Regions from separate parts of the Mus musculus genome. Here region 2 is linked to region 1. The links are chromatin contacts, called in public promoter capture Hi-C maps. All regions are on one chromosome and are shown on one strand. Each heading gives the region's core, a stretch centred on a gene start, on an enhancer-like site or on the middle of the called end of the contact. The rest is flanking DNA. Distances are from core to core; before and after follow the strand shown. Region 1 holds the start of Ffar2 (free fatty acid receptor 2). Region 2 holds the start of Etv2 (ets variant 2).

What was found. Capture Hi-C pulls out chosen DNA fragments and counts their contacts.
Region 2: a contact with region 1 is called in a promoter capture Hi-C map of adipose tissue. The contact joins the promoter of Etv2 here to the promoter of Ffar2 in region 1. A contact is called at or near these places in 8 of 39 promoter capture datasets (the C10 cell line, the HPC-7 cell line, cranial neural crest and 5 more), 6 of 115 datasets of contacts at active chromatin or transcription factors (bone marrow-derived macrophages, double positive thymocytes, embryonic limb bud and 1 more) and 3 of 9 other capture datasets (adipose tissue, liver and pancreatic islet).

Annotation. Positions count from the first base shown.
Region 1 is chr7:30,817,726-30,824,406 of GRCm38.p6, forward strand. It overlaps Ffar2 (free fatty acid receptor 2), which reads right to left and starts at 3,467. Exons shown (of 3, transcript NM_001168510.1): 1 at 3,382-3,467; 2 at 2,952-3,013; 3 at 632-2,389. The coding sequence starts at 2,388. The coding sequence ends at 1,396. It overlaps Gm32236 (a long non-coding RNA gene), which reads left to right and starts at 2,696. Exons shown (of 3, transcript XR_881940.2): 1 at 2,696-2,824.
Region 2 is chr7:30,633,535-30,640,215 of GRCm38.p6, forward strand. It overlaps Etv2 (ets variant 2), which reads right to left and starts at 2,318. Exons shown (of 6, transcript NM_007959.2): 1 at 2,227-2,318; 2 at 2,041-2,127; 3 at 1,774-1,833; 4 at 1,079-1,555; 5 at 455-567; 6 at 82-300. The coding sequence starts at 2,296. The coding sequence ends at 100.

The DNA of each region.
Region 1 (6,681 bases), core at 2,217-4,716:
TTTTACCAGCTGAACCAATTTCATTGGCCCTTGGGTTTAATATATTATTTCCAGGACAGTCAAGGTGGTGTGCCTATATTCTACCCTTGGGGGCAGGGTAGAGACAGGGGGATGAGTTAAAGATCACTCCTGGCTACACAGGGAATTCAAAGCCAACCTCGGCCACTTACAGAAGACTCTGTCTCAACAATTTTTCTTTTCTGACGATTTTGAGTTAACTTACTTTTTAAAAGGACAGGGTCTTCCTGTGTAGCCCGTAGCTGGCTTCAAACTCACAAACCTCCTGTCTCAACTTCTGCAGTGCTGGGCATGTTAGAGAATTAATTGCCTTAGGGAGGAAGGTCACTGGGCTCCTTGCGGGGAAATGAGTTAGGCAGGTGGATGAAGAAGGGGGAGAGGGCACAGGGCAGGCAAAAGCCTGCAGCCATCTGCATTCTGGAGAGAGAGGCTTGATACAAGAGAGCTGTGGGTTCTGAGCAGGAAGGAACAGGTTCAAAGCTGCCTGGTGGATCAGCAGTCCCAGGTGGGACTCACCCATATCCAACAGGACCTTATCAGCGCCCTCACCCCCTTGGCCCTCACGGTATTGTCATTTGAAGGTATCTGCCAAAACCCGTGAACATTTGCTTCAGACTTTCATAATCTTTATTTTTACCTGCCAAACCAGATTTTCTTTTTAATCCTTCCTTTCAGGTCATTGTCAATGTCAGACAGACGGGTACCAAGACATCTCCTAGACCCAGTGACTGGTGACACAGAGGATAAGCATGTGACCCAGATCCCGGCATAACAGTGGAGACAAGACCAAAATATGAAAATCAGCGGAGCACATGTACAAAGGACAGCTCAATCGGATATAGAAAGGCCAAGATCACCAGAGATGGGAGCCCTGTGTGTTGCCCGCCCTCAGCCCCTGCCTCAAGGCTGTGGCTTAGAGCTTTCCCGGCATTCCTCTTCTTCCCCCCATCTCCCCCCATCTTTTCCATTGGCTTCTTTCCAGCATCACCAGCCAGATCACTGTCTCTAGGTGGCATTTCCAAGCTCGAGGAAAAAAATTACTTTTATTACTGCACCCCTATTAGTCACCTTGCTTCTGAGCCCCTGACCCCACTGTGAAAATACAGTGTAAGGGTGTAGCCATTCCTTCTTGTATCCTGGAGCTATGCTTCTCTGGGCAGGAAAATTCAGTCAAGTGGTTCTGCTGAGCTGAGAGGGCAGTGGCAGATGGGTGGAGGTGTCTTTCTTTCTTTCTTTCTTTCTTTCTTTCTTTCTTTCTTTCTTTCTTTCTTTCTTTCTTTCTTTCTTAATCTTTTATCTTTTACCAAGTCTCAGGAGCTCTGCTAACCAGACCAACTTCTGGGTGACCCAAATGCTCGGGAAGATCCGGGGGACTCTCTACTCGGTGACAAATTCAGAACTCTGTACCCCTTCTGCTTGACTTCCACCCCTGTCCATCTTGGTCCCCTCCACTGTCTCTTTGGCTCCCCTGCCCAGCATAGAGGAGGCAGGATTGCGGATCAGTAGCAAACCTTTCCCAAAAGCTCTGCGCACCACGGAGGAGGAGAAGTAGAACAATAATGGATCCAGGCTGGCATTGAGGGAACTGAACACCACAGCCTCCACCCGCCACGAGGGGCTCTGCCTCAGGTAGAACCCCACCAGGTGGGACATGTTGTAGGGTCCAAAGCACACCAGGAAATTAAGAAGCGTCACAACAGCCAGGCCCACTGCCCGGCGTCGCCTCTGAGCCCCAACGTGGGGCTGCGTGAGCATGATCCACACGAAGCGCCAATAACAGAAGATGGTGACTGCCATGGGAACGAAAAACAGGACCAGGCACAGCTCCAGTCGTACGGGCAGTACCACATCCAGCTGCTCTTGGGTGAAGTTCTCGTAGCAGGTTATTTGGTTCTCAGTGCCCACCTGCTCAGTTGAGTTCAGGTACTGAACGATGATGACGATGGTGCAGTGGCCAAAGGACATGATCCAGGCCACCAGAGCAGCGATCACTCCATACAGTGGCCGGCGGGATAACTTGTACTGCACCGGGAAGGCCACTCCCAGGTAGCGTTCCATGCTGATGCCCGCCAGCAGCCACGTGCTGCAGTAGATGCTGCTGTAGAAGCCGAAGCCTGTCAGCGCGCACACGATCTTTGGTAGGTACCAGCGGAAGTTGGATGCTGCTTCCACGATCCGGAAGGGCAGCAGCAGCAACAGGAGCAAGTCCGCCAGGGTCAGATTAAGCAGGAGGATGTGCACAGGGGCAGGCTGAGGCTGGCGAACCCGGCCCATGAAGGCCCGCAGGGCCAGCAGGTTGGCAGGGAGCCCAGTAAGAAAGATGAGGATGTAGGCCGTGAGGATCAAGGAACTGTGCCAGTCTGGGGTCATTCTGGAAGATGGGGGGAAAGGTGTAGGGTCAAGAGCTCCCCACCTGCAGTGCACACAGCCTGCAGACCCTCTTTCCGGAGAGTTCTGACTGCTCACATCCTCTCTGGTTCTCTCCTGTCCTCAGTCCAAAGCTGTCTGCTCTTCACCACCGCTTGCTCAAGCCACCTGCCAGAACTGCCCAGAGCAATTATTGACTTAGCCTTGGGCGGGATATTAAGCTGCAGTTATTACGTTTGCCATCCTGTGTCTCTGGGGGAGACCAAGTTGACTTCCCACGGGAATTTCCCCTCTGCTTTCTAGGGCCCCTTTCCTCTGTAGCCTCACAGGTAATAGGAAGTAGCTGTGATCGGTTCCCTTTCTTGCTGCTGACTGTGGCTGGGGGCTAAAGCCTGGTGGGAGAGAGGGGAAGGCAGCCATAGAAGCTGGGAAAGATCAGGTAGGTGTGTGTCTCGGGAGAAAAAGGAAACTTCCAGAAGGCAAACCAACCCTGCTAACCCTCGCTCTCCTCAGCTTCAGGTGCCCACCCCCTGCCACCTCCCCAGCCTCCCAACCTGTCAGCTTACCTCCTTGGGCAAGTTCAGGGGTTTCTTCTACCTGGTTCTCCTCTGGTCCAGTGCTGTGGAACCTACCAAAACCGGGGAGCTAGGGTAGCCAGTTCCTTGCTCTATGGCTTGTCCCCCCCAACCTCCAAATTTTAGATACACAGCCCAGAGAGCACAGGTGGCTGGCTTAAGCTTGGTGCTTTGACTGTATCCAGGACTCCTCCTCTACAGGAGGTGACTTTGTTTCCACTTGGTTAGTAACTCTTGCTACAAACGAATAGTCACTCTCTCCCGGTCCTTTTCATTTCAAGGTCTATGGTTCCTTACACCCACCTCCACCCTCAGCCTCCGGGTCTGTGTTCTGACAGACATCCTGCAGCCTCCTCCTCACCCCACAGCTGCTCCTCAGATCCTCTCCCCTGCGTGCACACACCACACTGGCTTGCCTTGCCTGGTTTCAGAGAGAATGTTTCTTGGGGGTTCCTGGTGCAAGAGGAGTTTTAGCAATTATTGCAGCCAATTTCATACAGAAAAAGGAGGGGGAGCCAAAAATCATAAGGAACTTGGTTGGTGGGAAGATCTTATACTAGCATGGGTCACATGACCAGAGAGAAAGAGGCAGGTCAGTAACTGAGCAGTATTTCCTCTCAAACCCAAAGGGGGGGTGGGGGTGGGGGGCGGGGGGGTGCTGCGGCTCTGTCCTCTCCCTGGAGATCTGTTCTATTCCGATTTTGACAGATTTTTCTGACCCTACTTCCTGTCTCCCTGCCCCCAAACCCTGAGACACTGCCCCCCTCCTATCCTCCCACCTGCCTCTCCACCCGCTCCCACCCTCACCCCCTACCCCTGTCAGCTCCTTTTCTGTCTTCTGATTGGCTTCTTCAGAGCAATGTCTAGAAGGTCAATGTCATTCTCAGAACGAGGCTTCCCGTTTCCTGTGATTCCTCCCTTGTCTAACTTCTTTGTGGTCTCCTGGTGTCCACCCCAAGTTTCCTTCGGCCTTGTTGAGACAGACTGGCTTTCCCTAGCTTGTGTCTTGTTTTTTGGTGCACAGTTGGCCTGCTGCGGGCTGCCATCCAAGTCTCTGCACTGGGAACTTTGGGTCAGATCAGATTTTATGAACTTTCCTTTCCTTCTGCAAGCGAGCATGGGAATCCTAACTGCACTGCACATCCAGGGCCATCCAGTGAGGCTGGAGGCATGAGGCATCAGGGTCAGGGCCCCTGGTGCTTCCCTCAAGCCTCTGACACCTTCCTAGAAGGTGAAAGTTAGGAGTGGGGCCATACATAGGCCTGAATCCTAACTACTCTACAGGCTAAGGCCAGCTAGGCTACAGATGACAGGCAGGGAGGTTCACTCTCTGTAAGGGGTCCCCTGTGGCTGCTCTCAGAAGAGCTGCACGCTCTGCATCCTCCCCTTCCTCCTCCTCTTCTCTCCCACCCCTTGGTTTCTCTATGTCCTCTCCTCTGACCTGTTTAGTTACCTACGAGTTAGCCAGTCTTCCCAAGGCCTCCACAGGGCTGGAGAGATGTCTCAGTGGTTAGGAGCATTGGTTGCTCTTGCAGAGGACCTGAGTTCAGTTCCCAGCATCCACACGGCATGGCGGCTCACAATGTCTAGTTTCAGGAAATTGGACGGTCTCTTCTGACCTCCATTTACACTGATCATACATGCTGTATGCAGACAAAACACTTATATATATTAAAGAAAAATCCCCCAAAACATATACGTGAGAAAACAAGGGCAAGAACATGTTGCCTTCTCCACTCCTTCCCCATTCTTCCTTTCTCCCTCTGTCCCTCCCTTTTGTCTTTCTTTTTCTAGTATTAGAGATGGGTTCTAGAGTCATTTGAATTCTAGCCATGCCCCAGCCCCCTCACGGGGGAATTCTAGGCAGGGGCTCTACCACTGAGCCACGCCCCCAGCCCCTCACTGTCCTCAGACCAGAGTGGGTTGTTTAAAACTTCCAAAGGCCTTCCCCTAGTAACCTACTTATACTAGCCAGGCCCAACCTTCTAAAATCTCCATAGCTTTCAAAATAGTCCTCAGGCAGCTGGGGACCCAGCAGTAGAAACAGGAGCCTGCAGGAGACATTTCAGATTCACACCATACATAGCACAGGAGAATTAAGGAGGAAACCTGCTGTTCCTTGCTAGTGTGGTTTTGTGTTCATGATTTTTTAAATAAATATTCATGAAAACTCAGATTTAACCTCAAAGTAGAAGCTTATTGGAAAGCCAGGCTGGAGAAACAGAACAATCCCTTGTTTTCTGCCTGTCCCCTTATGCTTCCCTCTGTGACAACACTGTGTCACCTATAGCAAGACATCACTTTTCAGGCTCATGGGATTTACAGAGGAAGCCCTCAGCACAAAAGCCAGAGCCAACAGCCGCATGGACCTCGGGTTCTATGGCCCTGGGAGTCCTTCCTGGCATGAGATTTAAATCAAGGCCTAAAACAGCTGTCAGCGTTGCCTCTGAGACACACAATTAGACCCATCATCATGTTAGGCGGCACCCTAGCTGCTGTAATTGGGCAGAATTGAGACATGACACTATTTCATAATATAGGAATCCAATCATCCACAACAGTGTAATATAGGGGCCTGGGGCTCCAAAATCAAAGCGATAATGCCCACATAGCAGGTGGTGGCAGGATGTGAACCTGCTGTGTGCTTCAGTGCTGGTCCAGGCATGAGCCCAGGCCCACAGAGGCAGGTGTCAAAGCAGTGGAGGCAAGATGGGGTCAGAGATGTTGCCCTGGGCTGGGGTCAGAGATGCCTGGGAAGGGGGTAGTAGATGTGAAGCATTATGGCACACACCTGTAATCCCAGCACTCAGGAGTGCAGGCTGAAGCATCCCGAGTTTGCAGCTGGTCTGGGCTACATAGCAAGACCCTGTCTCTTGAGTTGGATGATTTTCAAAGTTCCTTGACGAGTCCCAGGGCAGCCCATGTCTTCACGGTCCAACCAAAATGAAGCTGGAGCTCCAGCCATCACATGTGTTCCTGGGATGTTCCACATGTCACACTCCCTAACCCGCGTCCGTCCGCTGCCTGCTCCGACTCCCTCCTTCTCTCGGCCACCTCTTCCTTCCATCGGCTACATGGCCAGAGTTCCCACGGGAATCAGAGCAACAGCAGGAGCACCCGCGGGTGCTACGTCCCTGAATCAACTCATTTCTTTGTTTGCTTAATCTCACAAAGACGGATCCTTCCCACGTGACCAGGAACCTTGCTAGCCTCTGGCTGCCCAAGTCTCCATGGGTCCCTGTGAGCATGGCTGTGAGGCAGGTCAGGCAGCCTCACCATCTCCGTTACTGCTCACGGCCCACGCTCTGTGCTGACACTGATACCTGACAGGTAGTCCCCAAGAATGACATCGGGGGATTTGATACTTCTCTGAATCGGGTTGCTCAGTTAGGGTTTCTATTAATAAAGCTAAAACACCATGCCCAAAAGCAAGTTGGAGAGAAAAGGGCTTATGCCATGTTATGTTCAACTGTCCACCATTGAGGGAAGGCAGGCCTGGAACTCAGGGCAAGAACTGAAGCAGACACTGTGGAGGAATGTTGCTCACTAGCGGTACCTCAGAGTTTGCTCAATAAGCTTAATTACCCAACCCAGAACCACCAGCCAAAGGGTGGCGCCACACACAATTATTAATTGAAAAAAATGTAGAATTGCCTGTAATTCAATCTGATGGGGGCATTTTCTCAATTGAGATCCCCCTCTTCCCAAATGACTCTAGCTT
Region 2 (6,681 bases), core at 1,068-3,567, 190 kb before region 1:
GTGCACATTTAGGCTCCCTTGACAGGTCGAGTAGGTATCAGTGAAAAAGAAACAGACACCAGACACGCAGGTTCGACAGGGTTGTTTTTGTTTTTTGTTTTATTGGCCTTCTGCACCTGGCAGATGCCCCATATCATCCTGATAGGCGAGGACAGGCACACGTCCCCCGAAGCGGTATGTGTACTTGCGCCCACCACTCTTGAGCACGATGTCGCGGCGGTAATAATAACGTAGACCTCGACTCAGTTTCTCATAATTCATTCCCGGCTTCCTCTTGCGCTCGCCCCACAGCCGGGCCACCTAGGAAACAATCTTGAGGTTAGAGGGACCAGGGTCTTAGCTGCTATGGGCGGGGCGGGTCTCAGTCCTGATGGGCGTGGGGGGTTGTGAGTGGGTGGAGGCGGGGCTGGGAACTAGGTAAGTTGGGCTTGCCCAGCAAGGGGAGCTGTCTCACCTCTTTGGGGTCGCACAGCTGGAACTCGCGGCTATTGCCCGTCCAGCGGATGCAGCTGCTGCGAGCCCCGTCGTGGAGCAGCTCCAGGAGGAATTGCCACAGCTGAATGGGACCTGACAGAGAGAGAGAGAGAGAGAGAGAGAGAGAGAGAGAGAGGTGAACGCCAGGCTTCTCAGACCCAAAACACTGCGACGAACCTAAGAGTCGGGGAGCCTTCACTTTGAAGGCCAAAAGGTTCAGGTTCTCGCGATTTAGGACCCAGGAGTCCAGCTCTGTTCCTCATCGGGAGTCTGTGAGTTTGGATCCCTCCATAGTAGAGACCCAAGAACCAGTTTCAGGAACTCCTGACAGCTTGAGCCACATTAGCCTCCCCACCTCGAAGACCCAGGAGTCCGAATGCTCTTCTTTCCTCTCACATAACCTAGGGGCCTTTTAAAATGTTGGTCCCTAGAAAGTCAGTTCCGTCCTCTCACCCGTTCCCTCTTCTGATACAAAACCCCTGTCCTCTAGTTGCCTGTTTCCCGGATCCCTCCTCCTTTAGTTACCCAGACCCCTCCCCCAAGGTATCCAGGCCCAGTCCTAATCCGTTTTGCTTTACCTCTTCTGCAGTTTGCAGCCTCTTACCTCGGTGGTTAGTTTTGGAGTAGCGAGTCAATGTGGCTCTATCAGACTGCTTGTTCGATTTGGAGGGCGTGGTGAATGCTGGACTCTGGTGCCCCTCGAAAGGGATGCTGCAGTCCTGCAGCCCAGTATTCCACGTGGTGGTGTAGTCCGAACCGGCAGACCCGCCCCATGACATTTTATAGTCCTCATGCGCTTCCCCGCCCAGGCCATTGTCCCAGTAGGTGGCGCCACTGGGGCCCACAGAACAGTCCCAGCTGGTAGTGCTCCAGGCAGCTGGAGGGTGCGACCACGAGGGGACCCCTCCTGCCGAGGTGGCAGGATTCTGGCCGGTCGCCCCTTCAAAGCCGACGAAGGGGGAGGGGCTCGTGCCAGGAGGGGCAGGGCCTGGCGTCTGTGAAGCACAGCTCCACGGGTCCGAGGTGTTGCATCCCAGGTCTGTCCAGTCTCGCGACCACGGAAGGGGGTGAGCAACGGGCTCTGCGAGGAAGACAGACCTTAAACAAGGGAAGCCCAGGAGTCCTGGTCTCCCGCACCCTTGGGAATTTTAGGGGAGTTTTGGCGCCTCATATGGCCTTGAAAATGTAGCTGTCCCCAGTCTTAGTTCTGGTCCTCTTGTATACTAGGGGGTCTGAACTCAGCTCTAGTGTGTCAGGACCCTAGTTCCTCTCTTTCCATCTCCATTTTCTACCACTCACCCGCCTGGAAAGGTACGTCTTCGTGAGGTAAAGCGGGGTTCCAGTCCAGCTCTGGGAACCCTATGTTGGACAAGAGAGCTGAGTTTAGGAAAGATGTGGGCAATGACTTAGGGACCTCAGCCATCCACTCACACCTCCTTCAATTTCGATTCCAAACATGTTACTTCCTTCCCGCTCAGCACCCTCGCTCCTTCTAAAAAGCCCAGGATCTCCCATTCCTCCCCCTCCCTCCCCCCCAGCACACAGGGGTTCAAGCCCAGCAACCACCTTTCCAGCAGCCTTCTACGTTCATTGGTGTGATCGGTGTGTCCTCTTGTAGAGCCACTTCAGGGAAATAGAAACCAAATTCCGCTCCTTCTGCAGGCAACAAGGATGTTAAGTCCCGGCTAGGTGTCAAGGGGCCCGCATCCTTGGAGCCTTGCATACACTTTGTCCCAAGCCACAGCAGCTTACCCAGTCCTGTCAGCTTGTCCCCAGGAGGCACTTCCTGCAGTGACGCCTCATCCCAGTTCCACAGGTCCATGGATGCTTGTTCTGACGGTTCTGGTTGAGAAAGGAAAGTTCTAAGGGTAATGGACAAGATGGTGACATTTAGGGACCCAAGAATCTGCAACCCTTGTTTCCCTCAGACCCAGAGTAGACGTCTGCAACCTCCTTCCCCAGGAAAAGGAATATTGGTTTCCAGTTCCTTCACCCTCTCTTAGACGCTTAAATCCAGGTTCCCTGCATCTTGGTGTTCCCCTGTCCTTCCTAGTTCAGACACCCAGGCATTCAGTCCCCAGTTCGTGGCTCACCTCTGGCAGGTTCCTTCTCTCCTAGCCAGGGGGGTTTCAGCCCCATTTCATACCATGCACCCTTCCCGGGGGGCCTGATAGGGGAGGGGGAATTTTCCGAGACGTCAGAGCTGGGGGTCGCAGCCTGGGTCAAGTTGCAGGGATGGGGGCGTGGTCAAGCTGCACCCCCTGCTTTAGGGATGCGCACGGGTCCCTGGAACGGTCCCTTTTCGGGGACGAATTGGGCTTGGAAAAGAACTTGGGGAGCAGGGGCAGGGCAGGAATGGGGGTGCTGAGGTCTAAGGGGTGCTTACGGGGTAGTGGGGATGGGGTGAGGGGCTTGGACAGGTTCCCCATCTTGAGGATTTGGTGGTGTGACATGAAAAGTGGTGGGGGAGGAGGGTCTGGGGTCAGCTGGGCAGCTCTGGGCTTATCTGCAACAGGAAGAGGGATTTCCGGCCAGATGCCCCCTTTCCCTAGCATCAGCCTACGTCACAATCGGCAGGGTGACAGACAGCCAGATCAGGGTGGGGTGGAGGAGAATCCAACCCCGAATCCCTTACCAGGCACAGGGAGGGTGTCCTGGAGCTACTACCGAATAATGGCAACCATAATCAAAATAACATCGTTATGGACGATAATAATAGTAACCACTGACGTTAAATGAGGGTCTTCTGGGTCCGAGAAGTCGTGACAACGGGCCTTCATTTAATCTTCATAAGGGGGGAATTTATGGAGGGGGAAATTGAGGCATGTTTTCTCCCATTTCTTTTTCTGTCTGGGCTTTCTGGGCTATAGCAGTCCCGAACCATTGGAGAATTTCGAGTATGAACTGAATGTGAGTTATTGCATGAAATAATTTTATGTGTGCAGTGATAGGTTAGAAAATGGAGTCATTTAGAAATGAAGAGTTTTGTTTGAAGCTTACTTCAACTGATTCAGAAAAGAATCACATGCATAATGTGCAAAAGTATGCAAACAATATTTGGGATATAGCGACACCAAAAAGTATTTGCTTGTTAAACTAAAACTTAGTAACTAGGCATCCTGTTATTTTGGTTCTTTGTTTTGTTTTAATTTGCTAAGTCTTGTCGAACCTTGGCTTCAGTAACTTGGCCTCAGACAATGCTGTGTTCATTTTTTCTAAGTACTTGCTTAGTAAATATTAATAAGTAAATATTAATATGAAAATATATTTGAGGCCATTTTAATACTAAAAATTTACTTACTGGCTGGACAGTGCTAGCATACACCTTTAATCCCAGTAACTGGGAGGCAGAGGTAGGTGGATCTCTGAGTTAGAGGTCAGCACAGAGTGAGTTCCAGGACAACCAGGGCTATAAAGAGGAACCCTGTCTCAAACAAAACAAAACAAAACAAAACAAAAACCCAGAATCACACCAATCCAACAAAAAATACTTACTATAAATGAGTACGTACTCAATATTAAAAGCATTTTTATTTCCAGACATGGTAGTGTATGCCTTTAACTCCGGCACTAAGTAGGCAGAGGAAGGCAGATCTCTGGGATTTCAATGCCAGTCTGGTGTACATAGTAAGTTCCAGGCTAGCAGGGCTTACAAAGTGAGACCCTATTTAAAGGTAATAAATACAAGTATTTTTCTTTTATTTGTTCTGGCAAGTGCTCTACCATTTAGCTATACCACTACCCTTAACTTTACTATTGTTGTTGTGTGTGTGCGAGGATGTGCATGTCGAAGTCAGAAAACAACTTTGTGCAGGCCGTTCTCTCTTTCTACCTTCACATGGGGATTGAACTCAGGTCGTCAGACTTGTGTGGAAAGCACCTTTAGCCGTGGAGCCCGCTTTCTCTCTCTCTCTCTCTCTCTCTCTCTCTCCCTCTCTCTCTCTCTCTCTCTCTCTCTCTCTCTCTCTCTCTTTCTCTCTCTTTCCCTTTTTTCAGAACAGGGTCTCACTATGTTGCCCCAGCTGGCCTCAAACTCACAGACATTTGCTTCCATCTGCCTCCTGAGTGCTAGGATTAAAGGCATGTGCCACCTTGCCTAATATTGGTTTGTAGTGTGGGTGTGTGTGTGTGTGTGTGTGTGTGTGTGTGTGTGTGTGTGTGTACATTGTTAGAGGCTCTTAGCCTCTTCTCCCACCACATAGATCCTAGGGATCAAACTCCTGTCAATGGGATTGGGGCCAAAATGTGTGGCTACCCAGTGAACCACCTCACTCATCTAAACCTTTGATTTTTAGAGAGAGAGTATTTGATTACGAAGTCCAGGCTGGCCTCAGATGGAACTGTTAACCCTCCTTCCTCCTCTTCCTAGATTCTGGGATTATAAGCATGTACCATGATGCCTAGCAAAAATTTTAAAAGAAAAGATTTCTGTGTACGAGTGTTGTCGGTCTGTATGTCTGTGCAGCATGTGCATGCCTGGTGCCTGTGGAAATCAGGTGGCATTGGACCCTCCGGAAATGGAATTGTGGAAGGTTGTGAGCTACCATAGGGGCACTGAGAACCAAACCCAGGTCCTCTGCAGAGCAGCAAGTGCTCTGAAGCACCGAGCCATCTCTTGATGGCAGAACTGGCACAGAACTCTCATTCTTTAGTATTTGGGTGAGAGACACAGTACAGCTCTTCCATTCTGCAGAGAAACAGAACCCCCAGAGAACAGTCTCTTGGGCCTATGCTTGGACCCAGAGTTGAGTGAGCCAGGGACTGCTGGGGAGATCACTGGTTCCCTCCATCCCCCAATTCATTCATCCTCCAGGCCTGAAGGGTCCTGTTGGTCTTCTTGCCCCAGGCTTCCTTTCCCTGAGGCTGGCCTCTCCTGTCTCCTGCTTCCCTGTGGTCCCTAACCCTGGATCTGTTTCACTCCTGGGACACTGTGTCCTCCATCTCTCTGTACCTTGCTAGTACCTTGTACTTTTATAGTTCCTACTCTACCTAGCCTCCCCCATCCATATATCTCTGCTTGTTGTAACATTTGTGCTTTGCTCTTTGACAATTCCTTTTCCTGGGTCACCTTTCCATCTCCTCCCTTACTCTTTTAGTTGCAGGGAAGAACGGGGATTTAGGGTAGGAAGAGCTGGCCACCGGGAGAAGGGAGCCTAAGGGTTTGGGGCCTGAGTAGTCCACTCCAGGTGGCAGGGGGCTAAAGGGCATTTCCTGCCTGGGAGGGAGGCCCTCACCCCTGTGGCCAGACTGGAAAATGTGACGTCAGGGAGGGAGTTGTAATGTAAAGAGTGTGGGGGGGAGACAGGAACAGAAGAAATTTGACACCTCTCCAAAGTCACCTTCCTGGAGAGCCTTGGCATTGTCTCTCCACTCTCAGGCCCCAATCTTCCTTAATTTGTTCCCTAATCTAGGCTTCTGATGGCTGTGTCTCTGGCAGACCTCCATATCTTCTTCCTACACTCCAGCCCGGTACCTCTGCTTTCTAGCTTGGGCATGCCCAGCGTCTATAAAGTGCTGAGTTCTGGGCATTTCCTTCTAGATCTTTTTCTTACTTCCTTTTCTTTCTCCCCATCTCCCCCTTTTTCTTCTTGAGACATGGTCTCATTTTGTAGCCCTGGCTGTCCTATAACTAAGTAGACCAGGCTGGTCTCAAACTCAGAGAGATCTTGTTGCCTCTGCCTCCCAGTGCTGGGTCTTATTCTGTGGAACCCTTCCCAGTTCCCTTCCCCGTTCATACAGGCATACGTAGTCACCCTCAGCTGAGGAATTTCCCTTTGCAGGCTTTTGAGAGAGGGTCTTGCTATGAAGTGCACACTGGCCTTGAACTCATGGTGATCTTCCTGCCTCAGTTTTCCAAGTGCTGGGCCTCTCCTCATGCATCACCAACTCGGGCTTCAAGCTTGAAGCTATGTATAGACCCCAAAGGAACAGATAGACAGTAGGTTTGGAGAGGGGAGAGATGGAAACCCAGAAGCCTACAAGAGATGCTGAATAGGGCTCAGCAGAGAGACTGTACACACCGCAAGTCCACAAGGTGATCAAGATAGTTTCTGAGCCAGAGATGGTAGTCCACAGTGGGATCCCAGCACTTGGGAGACTGGGGTGGGAATGCAAGCTTACCCCCAGCTGGGACTACAGAGCTAGTTCATACCAGATTCCTTTAGGATGTCTCTATCCTAAGGTCAGTTCCTGGGCTTCCCAGTCCAT